Regions from separate parts of the Mus musculus genome. Here region 2 is linked to region 1. Evidence: chromatin contacts called from public Hi-C data. All regions are on one chromosome and are shown on one strand. The core of a region is the stretch at or near the end of the contact, and the rest is flanking DNA. Distances in the headings are between cores, read along the strand shown. Region 1 overlaps Trappc9 (trafficking protein particle complex 9). Region 2 overlaps Trappc9 (trafficking protein particle complex 9).

Region 1 (4,519 bases), core at 1,988-4,487:
GACGAGTGTGGGGAAAGTGGACTTGCATGGAGAACAACGACCCACAAGTTCCAATGGGGCTCTCAAGGAACGATGCCCTCGGTAAAGGCCCGACCAAAGGCTGGAGACCAGCTGCCAATGAGACCAGCCACTGCAAAGGGATGAGAAGAGTCTACCATTCTGCTTGCCATGTCCCATCTTGGCCCCAGCTTTTCACTCTGTGACAACCATCACTGATCCTCCAACATCCTCCAAGTCTAAGCCTTCCATAGTGCCTCCTTGGTACACTAACTGAAAACAATCTTTCCCTCTGACTCCCAGCACTTTCTATGGCCTGAGATCTGTTCCTACTATGTGCTACCCAGCGCAGAGGCTGAGCATGAGGGACCAAATCAAGGAATACCGGGTACTGGAAAAGAGGGAAAATACCGATCTGCAATGCCTTGGTGCTGGAAAACTTTGGAACATGTATACTTTGCATACTCATACATACATGCGTACACACACACACACACACACACACACACACACACACATATACAAACACACACAATTTGCCTAGAAACCTCAAAAAGCAATCATCTTAAAGCTTGTGGCCTCTTCACAGGCTGAACGGCTGTGCTTTCTAACCCAGTGGAAGGCAGAGAAGTAAGGCAGCAGCATCCATGGGCAGGGGCGTTTCCAGCTGCGGCTGGGGCAGAAGCTTGAGCGAGAGCAAAGCTGGAAGTGGCACAGGGCAGCTGCAGAAGCAAAAGAGACAAGCTGGGGAAAGATGTCACAGGAGATACTGGGAAGGAACTCTCTCCCACTGGGGAGCTGGGGAAGAACAGACAATGGCATGGAGCATCCCACCTGTGCTTATGCCAACACAGGCAATCACAAATAGGATACGCAGAACGGATTTGTCTGACAATTAATAGGAAGACAAGGGCAAAAAGTCACAAACAGATGGAGGCAGCCTACCAGGACCAAGGAGCGTAGAGATACTATGTGGATGGAGTGCATGCAAGAATGGTTAGAGTTGCAAATAAAAATGAGCTTGTAGCGTGAACTTCACAGCTACCGTTTATAGTGTTCAATCTTTCCATTAGGAGAAAGGCTGTGGGCAATTTCAGGATGTAATTCTGAAATAATACTTCTCTTGAATTCATCCACAATATCACAATCATCATGACAACTGGGAAATGACAGCTGAAAGCAGCGCTAGCCATGAAGAGAAAGCAGCTGCTCTGGCCACACCAGCAGAGCCAGCCTACAAAGGCATATTCAAGAACTGGCAAGGTGCGTGTGCCCGGCTGCAGAGGAGCTGGCCTGAAAATTGGGGAACCAGGAGGAAAAGGACAGCTCTCAACATGAGTGAACATCATCCAAGCATCAGAACCATGGGTGGTACAGACTCGACCCTAGAGAGACTCTCCTGCACTTCTCCAATCTTTGGACTCCAGAATTTGCCCTCCGTGTCTTCCAAGGTTTTCAGCCCTTCTGCCTCAGACTGATCCATGTTCCTCCAGAGTCTCCAGCTCATGGGCAACCTGTTGCAGGGCTTTCCGCCCTCCACAACTATGTGAGCCAGTTCCTATTGTACCCAGCAGCAGCCCCTCCTCTCTGATGAACCCTGGCAGATCTGATAACTGGTCATGCAGCAGGCACAAGTGCATGGGGGCATCCAACTCGTTCCACACTCCCTGTAAAGTGGGCATTGCCATAGTGATTGTACGCATGAGAGAGCCAAGGTTCCAATGAGGTGACTTCTTCAGTATTACACGGCCCATCAACACATAGCTAAAACACAAACTTGGAACCACCGGCCACCCTGACACAAAAGCAACATCCTGAGCTCACCAGCATCCCCAGAGGTCCAAACTATATATATATATATATATATCAAAACACTACCAAACCTATGGTTAGGGCTTACAAATGGCTTAGCAACCAACCCTAGTGACAGGCTATGTTTTTTTTTTTTTAACGTGCTTCTAGAAAGAAAGAAAAAGATATGAACGAACAAGGAGATTGTGTGTATGTGTGTGTGTGTGTGTGTGTGTGTGTGTGTGTGTGTGTGTATGGTAACAGATACCTAAAATAAACTTGAATAGAATGTAACTAAAATAAAATACACTTGCAAAGGTAAAAGAAAGCAAAGGGTGTCTCGTGGGAGTCTGTCAGCGTAGGCTGTTCCAGGTAGAATATTTTTCAAAGATGCCTTCTCATGTATTCATAAAATCCATGGATGCCAAAAGAGCCCATCTGGTTATCATAAAATATGCTCAAGAAAACCAGAGCAGTAGAAGCAGTTGGCTAAAACGATGAGCCAACACTCATCCTTAATTTCCGTAGAGAAAGCATGTTTGTTCATTCAGAAACTCCGCAGTGTGTTTAGGAAAGTAAAAATATGTCTATGGTGACAGTGGAATTGGAGCAGCACGGTCCCCAGCCTCCATGGACAGCCTCATCCGGACACTTCTCTCCCTCCACAGGTGCACACAGTGATGGCACCAGACCTAAGGCCTTCTGCCCTTTCCAGTGTCTGGAGGCTTCCCATTGTCTGCCTGAACACATAGAGTGCTCTGGGGTTCCCAGAAAAGTTGTAGCTTGGGGTACAGTAGCTACTGATATAGGTGGTTAAGTAACCTTCTTTCCATAGAAGAGGATAGATTAGTTCCAGGCTTTATATATATATATATATGTGTGTGTGTATACCCACAAACACACACACATATATATGATTACATATCAAGCTGCTATTAAATCATTTCTTATGGAATAAGATGTCAATCAAAAAAGTGATGATTTTTCTTGATGCTACAACAAAACCATAGAAGGAAGGTAGTTTGTAGCTGCCCTGGAGTGAGACATGCAGAGTTCTCTGGGGAGGCCACTAGTGCAGAGTGGTAGATGTGGCCACAGGTAAGCTTGCTCTTCCTCCTTTTCCCTGTGTACTGTCACTGAATGGCCCTATGCTCGCAGCCTGGGGTTCAGCAGAGACACCAGTGGCTTGCTAAGCTCTGATGAGATCCCGCTCTGCTTCCCACGGGTGGGTACGCTTCTTGCCACCTTTCTGATGAACACCCTGGGAGCAGGCTGCTAAGGGCAGAGGCATCAACACGGTTGTTCATCCAGAGTCCAGGGCTATGTGTGAATCACATCTGACGGTGTACCGCTTCACAGTTTGCTGACAGCTAAAGCAGGGGTTGCCACTGTGGCCTGGGATTACTTTTATCAGTGGGCCGCTGCTCTGCAGTCGGCTGTGTTCTCTCCCATGACCTGCCCGCTCCCCTAACGCTGTCCTCTGAGATCGGAAGAGCTGTTCAGCATCCCTGCCCTGGTCTGCTGTTCTCTTGTGAGAATAAATATGGATTTTTGGAGTTCTCAGTCTTATTTTTTTAAAGAGTGGTGTGACTCATCCCAAAGCACCCGGAAGCTGAAGGCAGCTTGCTTGCAGTCTTAACACAGGGGTATATCTCTTTCTGTCTTTGGAATTCCTAGATGCCTCAGTATTACCACAAACATGTGTTTTGGTTTTGATTTTTTTTTAAAAGAAAGCCTGAGATTTTGTTGAAACTTGGCTTTTCCTTGGTTTAGAAAACATAAGGACGGAGAGAATATTTAACAGTGCCCAACACACTCGCCTGGCATGCAATTCAGTTACTTCCTGCCTGTTCTCACAGGGTCTTCATTTGTGACCAGGAGATCACACCGGTCCTGCTGTCGACATGCCCCTGTGCCAGCACAAGCCCCCTGAGAATCTGTCTGAATGCATGTCGCCCTACTGTGCTTGAGAGGGCAAGTCCAGGATCCTTGTCTCTGAATTCCCAGGTTCTGCCTACCTGCCGCCTACCTGGGTGTCCCTTCCTCACTCAGCCCTTGCCCCCTCAGCCTCGAGAGCTATTCCTTGGTCTCCTTTGAAAAGCCCTGCTGTCCCCCTTTGTCATCAGAAACAGGGGTTCCCCCCCACACACCCAGGGCTCCATGAGAACTTTTCTACCTTGACCCACGCTGCCTTTGTGAAGATGTTCTCATCGGCCATCTGCCTTCAGGGACCAGACACAACCTCTACCCAGTTCCCGGTCCTGTGGGCTTTTGGTCCTTTGGGGAGACAGGGGAGCTCTGACTCCTAAGTTGCCCATTCCCTAGCTGGGTCCCCATGGCAACCTCATTGCTGCTTTCATACTTGTTGCCCCTTTCTCTGCCTTGTGTTTTATACAAACAGGGTGGGCTGCTGCCTTCTCCCCAGCCAGTGTTAACTTCCTTGGTGCCTTCTCTTCTCTGCCCCCTTAGCCCCTTATAGAAGGCCTCCAGGGACGAGAGACTCTGGGCCTGCAGCCCTAGCCTCTTCACAGTCTGACCATCCCATCTAGGCCTTGAGTGGTTCACTGGTGACTTTGAACAGATGTTTATTCTCTTCTGCCAACTTTTTTTTTTCCATATTTGAACTGAAACGGGGGGGGGGGGTATCTTAGATTTTAATCCTGACCTATGATTGCTTTTGGGTTGTGTTGGCCATTGAGTGTTGCTTTTGTTTTGTATTCAGTGGGCTGTC
Region 2 (4,333 bases), core at 840-3,339, 110 kb after region 1:
GTAGCATCTTTCAACAGCCAGAAGGAGGAGGAGGAGATGGAGGAGGAGGAGGAGGAGGAGGAGGAGGAGGAGGAGGAGGAGGAGGAGGAGGAGGCAGCAGCCCCTGCTGTCCACTGGTGCATAAAAGGAAAAGCCAGACCTATAAAAAAGAGTGGCTAGTATCTGGCCACAGAAAGGAAATAGGTACTGACTTCCACTATGATGGGAACAAACTTGCAAACCTGTGCCAGGCAAGCTAGCTGGGTGCCGAGGGCAGGCACCACCCTCTAGCCAGTGGGCATCCCAGTGTTGGCTGCACCACTCTAGCAATCTTCCAGAGCCTTGAAGCTCTCCCGAATAAAAACCAAGTCTGCTGTGCATAACAAATATGAACTAATAAAAACAATTCCTCACAGGAGGGCCTTGAAGTGTTAAACGCAGAAAGGTTGTGGAGCTCTTCGTGGGACACCTTGCATCCCTACCAATGGTCACCGCTGTCATTGCTCGGAGCGGTGCCGACACTGGAGAGAGCAGCCGGATGAATCATGCGTCAGAGATTAATAAGTGTCTCTTCTCTGACAAGCACTGTGCCTGCACAGAGAGATGAATAAGCCCCCATCCCTTCTCCAGAGTCTGCGTGTATTACCAGACTCGCCTACTGAAAACACAGTTTTAACATTCACCTCAGCTGTAACCTCCTAAGGTAAATACCCTGGAACCTCCAAAAGCAGTGTGCCTGCGGTTCTCTCTGTGTCTGCAGTGCGCCTGCGCTACTCTCCGTGCCTGCATCTGTTTACATTCTGCCTTGTTCTAAAGAAGAATGTAAAATCAATTTTTTAAACACACACAATTTAAGAGCAGTAACAGCCAAAATATAAAAAAAAAAAATCAAGGTGAAAAAAATGAGATTATAGTTAAATAAAACCAGAGGAAGGTTCGATCAGAAAAATGCCTGCCAGGAAGTGGGTGTAATTATTAAGGTATCTGTAGACTTGATGCTAAGGTTCCTAACTGCTAAAGCGGAGAGGGAAAGCCAAGATTCCCCAAGCCCATGAGACCAAAGTGACTTGCAAGTCTCCAAAGAGGAATTCCCAAGTATCCCTCTCACCCCTCCTTAAAAATTACAGCTGCCTGCAGGGCACTGAGGTCTGGCTTCTTTTATCACCTTTTCTGGTTAGAGTGGAGATTTGAAACTCAGCTCAATGGGCAGTGCCTTTCCAAGTTGGGAGGGGGAGGGGAGGGGGTAGAGCAGAGCTGGCCCCCAAGGGGTCTCTGCAGACCCCTGGCTCTGGAATGACTGAGCCCCCCTCACTGTCCTCACAGACTTCCACTCTCCTGGACTCTTAGTCAAGCCACACACCAGAATCCTGTTAGACCAGAAATTTCTCAGTTCTCTCTCTCTCTCCTCTCAATTCCAGAAAGGAATCTAGCAGGTGACCTTCCTTCTCCACCCCCCCCCATTCAATGGTTTCCTTGTAAGAGCTGTGGATCCCCCCACGGTTCCCCCACAGTTCCCCCACGGACTGACTGGCCCTGGAAGCCATTGGCCAGTTGGCCAGCTTTGACCTGTCACAGCATTACCTCAGCCCCTTCCCCAGATGACACCCTTCCCCACTCTCCCACCCTTCTGACTCTGAGCTCAACCTGACAGGAGCACTAGGGATGCAGTCACTCTGGTGCCTACCAGGCTCTTGCAGGGTTTCCTTAGCAACAGCTTCATTAAGGAAACCCATCAAAAAAGAAATCCGAGGAGGAGGAGGCTGTTCTTGCATCTGAACAGAGTAGCCTGCATAAAATCTGAATGGCTTTGCAAAGAAAATTAACCAAAGACAAAGAGGTTGAAAGTCCCCTCTAAAGTCTCATAAAGGAGAATGTTTTAAAGGGCACCAATTGTTCTGGAACTTAGAGATGTGAGGAGGCGGAGGACGGGGCCACGCTGCGACCCTCAGAAGCTGGTCTAGTTTTCCAGACACTTCCTCAGTAGCACTTTCTCGTAAGGTCACCTGCCATTTTCTGTTGAAAACAAAAATGTATTCAGTCCCTCAGGCAGCCTAGGGTGGGGGAGGGGAGCTGCCACCGGGTTGGGCTTTTGGAATCACACAAGCGAGGGAGCGAGGGGGACTGAAAGAACAATGGGAGACTTTGTGAGCTGAGCTGGGTCTCACCCCTCAGTTTCCCTGTCTTTAAAACTGGCTGCAAGTGGTGAGGAAAGGAACTGACGAGACCTTTCTCAGGGTCTGCTCAGCACCAGATGGAGCCGCCACAAGCCCCACCAGCCAGCTACAGGGGAGACAGTCATCGCAGCCTGTGCATCTTTCTTTGTTGCACCTTGCTCTACATTGCAACAGTGCTTATGCTCCTGGGATGAAGGCCTCCCGAGCTGCTCCTCCGCAGAAGGTATCCAATGGGAGCGTGGTCTTTGTTTCTGTAGATCTGACTCACTTGGGAATTGTTTGCCTCCATGTCTTTTGTTTATCAGCCGGTTTCCCCTCCTCAGCGCCGGCCAGTGTGGACCATGACTGTCTGCAGCTCACTGGACTTCAGGAGCAGGCTAGCAGGCAGGCAGACAGAAACACTTTGCCTAGAGTCACTCCTGCCCATCCCAGAGGCAAGGGAAGGGAAGGGAAGGAACACAAAGGGTGCATGAACACGTGTCCCAGGGACCCCTCACCTCTAAGCCACCATCTTCTTTGGTGCCTGAATCATTGTTCCTTTTCCTAACCTCCCTCTGCAGATAGGGGTGGCTACATTTAGACCACAGAATCTCAAGGAACAGATTCCTACTTCAAGAAGTCTGTGAATGGATGCCAGTGAGGTTTGCAGCCTCCTTGCCACCCTGCTGTTCCCAGACGGTGTGCAGCGGCACTAAGTAAAGGAGAGAGGTGGCTGCTTGCTCTCCACAGAAGACAAGCTGAGAGGGTGCTGCATGGCTCCTCTATTCACAAACAGGGGAAAATGATGACTCAAGTCCCAGCCCCTCTGTTCTCATATGAACCTTGTCATTTGCCTGTGAAACCCTCATGACCATTGCACAGATCTGTACACAGCCAGCTATTTGTTGCCATTTGGGAGTGCCAGATAATTACCAGAAATCACTCGCCTAAACCAGCCAACACACGCAGGTCACCCTGTGCCTGCACAGGGAAGAGGGACTCTGCATCTATTTTGCAGAGCACCGATAAAGACAGTTTTATCCTCCAGTTCTGAGGTTTTGGATTTTTGAGACAGAGTTTCTCTGTGTAATATCCCTGACTGTCCTGGACTCCCTTTGTAGACCAGGCTGGCCTGAAACTCAAGAAATCTGCCTGCCTCTGCCTCCTGAGTGCTGGGATTCAAAGTGTGTGGCACCACCAGCTCATGCAGGGATTCTGAAAGACAGATGGAACTTGCACTAGTCACATCTCCATTCCTTCCCAAATGTCCGCCATTTGCCGCCGAAGTCCTTCGTTACCATCAGCTCCACAATGGATCACACTTGATTAAGAACCAAAAGCTTGTTCTATTTCAGAAAAACTCCAGGCCCTTCTCTTTACTGTGATTATAAAATCCCACCAGAACTCATTATTTTGCTGCCTTGTCAACTAGCAGACAAACATCAGGATGAGACAAGGACCGCAAAGTGCCTTCCTCCTCCGGCAGAATTCAAAGGCTGGTAACCGCCCTGTGCCGCAGGCAGGGCCACAATTGCCACAGAGCATTGCTGCCCTCTAGTGTTTGCCTGACGCCGAGCAAGATGATAGCAGAGCTGATCCAAACTACAGGGCCCCACTGTGAATAGATAGCAGGTTGCAGTAAGTCCAGATCTCCTCCCTTTAATCTGCAAAGCGGACTTCAGTAACTGCAGAGAGTGAGGGCCCACAGGTCTGTAGAAGAGGAGCAGGGCTGGGAAGCCTGGCAGCCACCCACTACTCTAGCACCAGCTAAGCCCAACAGACTCCACTCCCCAGACCTTTCCGGTCTGCTTGGAGCCTCTTCTGTGTTCAAAGCTGTCTCCTGAACCGCCTGGGCCTGATAACAGCAGTAGCCCACTGCAGAGCTGTGGAAGGACACAGGACCATCTAACCTAAATCCAGCCTCCCAGCTACAAATAATTCAAGGCTTCCCTGGACCTTTCCAGTCTACCTGAGAGGCCTAGCACTCTTCACTCAGAAGCATGGATTACAATTAAGGTGCCACCCTCTTGCCCTTGAAGTACCCTTGCCCTGTGTATTGCCCTCACTGACCTTTGGCAAACCTACACCAGCATGACCCCTGCTGTCTCTCCATGCTCCAGGCCAGTGAGGCCCTAGCAGCCCACCTCAGACACTCAGGTGGTCTTTTTCCCTCATCATGGGTCCTTGCCCTGTGAAGCAAG

What was found. Hi-C and Micro-C count contacts between places; a contact is called where the count stands out from the background.
Region 2: a contact with region 1 is called in a Hi-C map of cerebral cortex, with 4 times the contacts expected there. The contact joins two enhancer-like sites. A contact is called at or near these places in 5 of 39 promoter capture datasets (the C10 cell line, the HPC-7 cell line, embryonic stem cells and 2 more), 2 of 15 datasets of contacts at CTCF or cohesin (large pre-B cells and pro-B cells), 13 of 484 Hi-C or Micro-C datasets (the G1E-ER4 cell line, the N1E-115 cell line, bone marrow-derived macrophages and 7 more), 1 of 115 datasets of contacts at active chromatin or transcription factors (astrocytes) and 1 of 9 other capture datasets (embryonic stem cells).

Annotation. Positions count from the first base shown.
Region 1 is chr15:72,903,869-72,908,387 of GRCm38.p6, forward strand. The region is part of intron 15 of Trappc9 (trafficking protein particle complex 9); the gene reads right to left. Among named protein-coding and RNA genes, the nearest start is that of Gm31665, 66 kb to the right of the region's middle. Within about 2 kb of position 3,238, at least 15 of the 459 cell types and tissues checked have an H3K27ac peak or open chromatin away from gene starts, as enhancers often do. A contact at or near this core is called in cerebral cortex, where this site is marked.
Region 2 is chr15:73,019,407-73,023,739 of GRCm38.p6, forward strand. The region is part of intron 6 of Trappc9 (trafficking protein particle complex 9); the gene reads right to left. Among named protein-coding and RNA genes, the nearest start is that of Trappc9, 40 kb to the right of the region's middle. RefSeq lists an enhancer at 1,013-3,913. Within about 2 kb of position 2,090, at least 59 of the 459 cell types and tissues checked have an H3K27ac peak or open chromatin away from gene starts, as enhancers often do. A contact at or near this core is called in cerebral cortex, where this site is marked.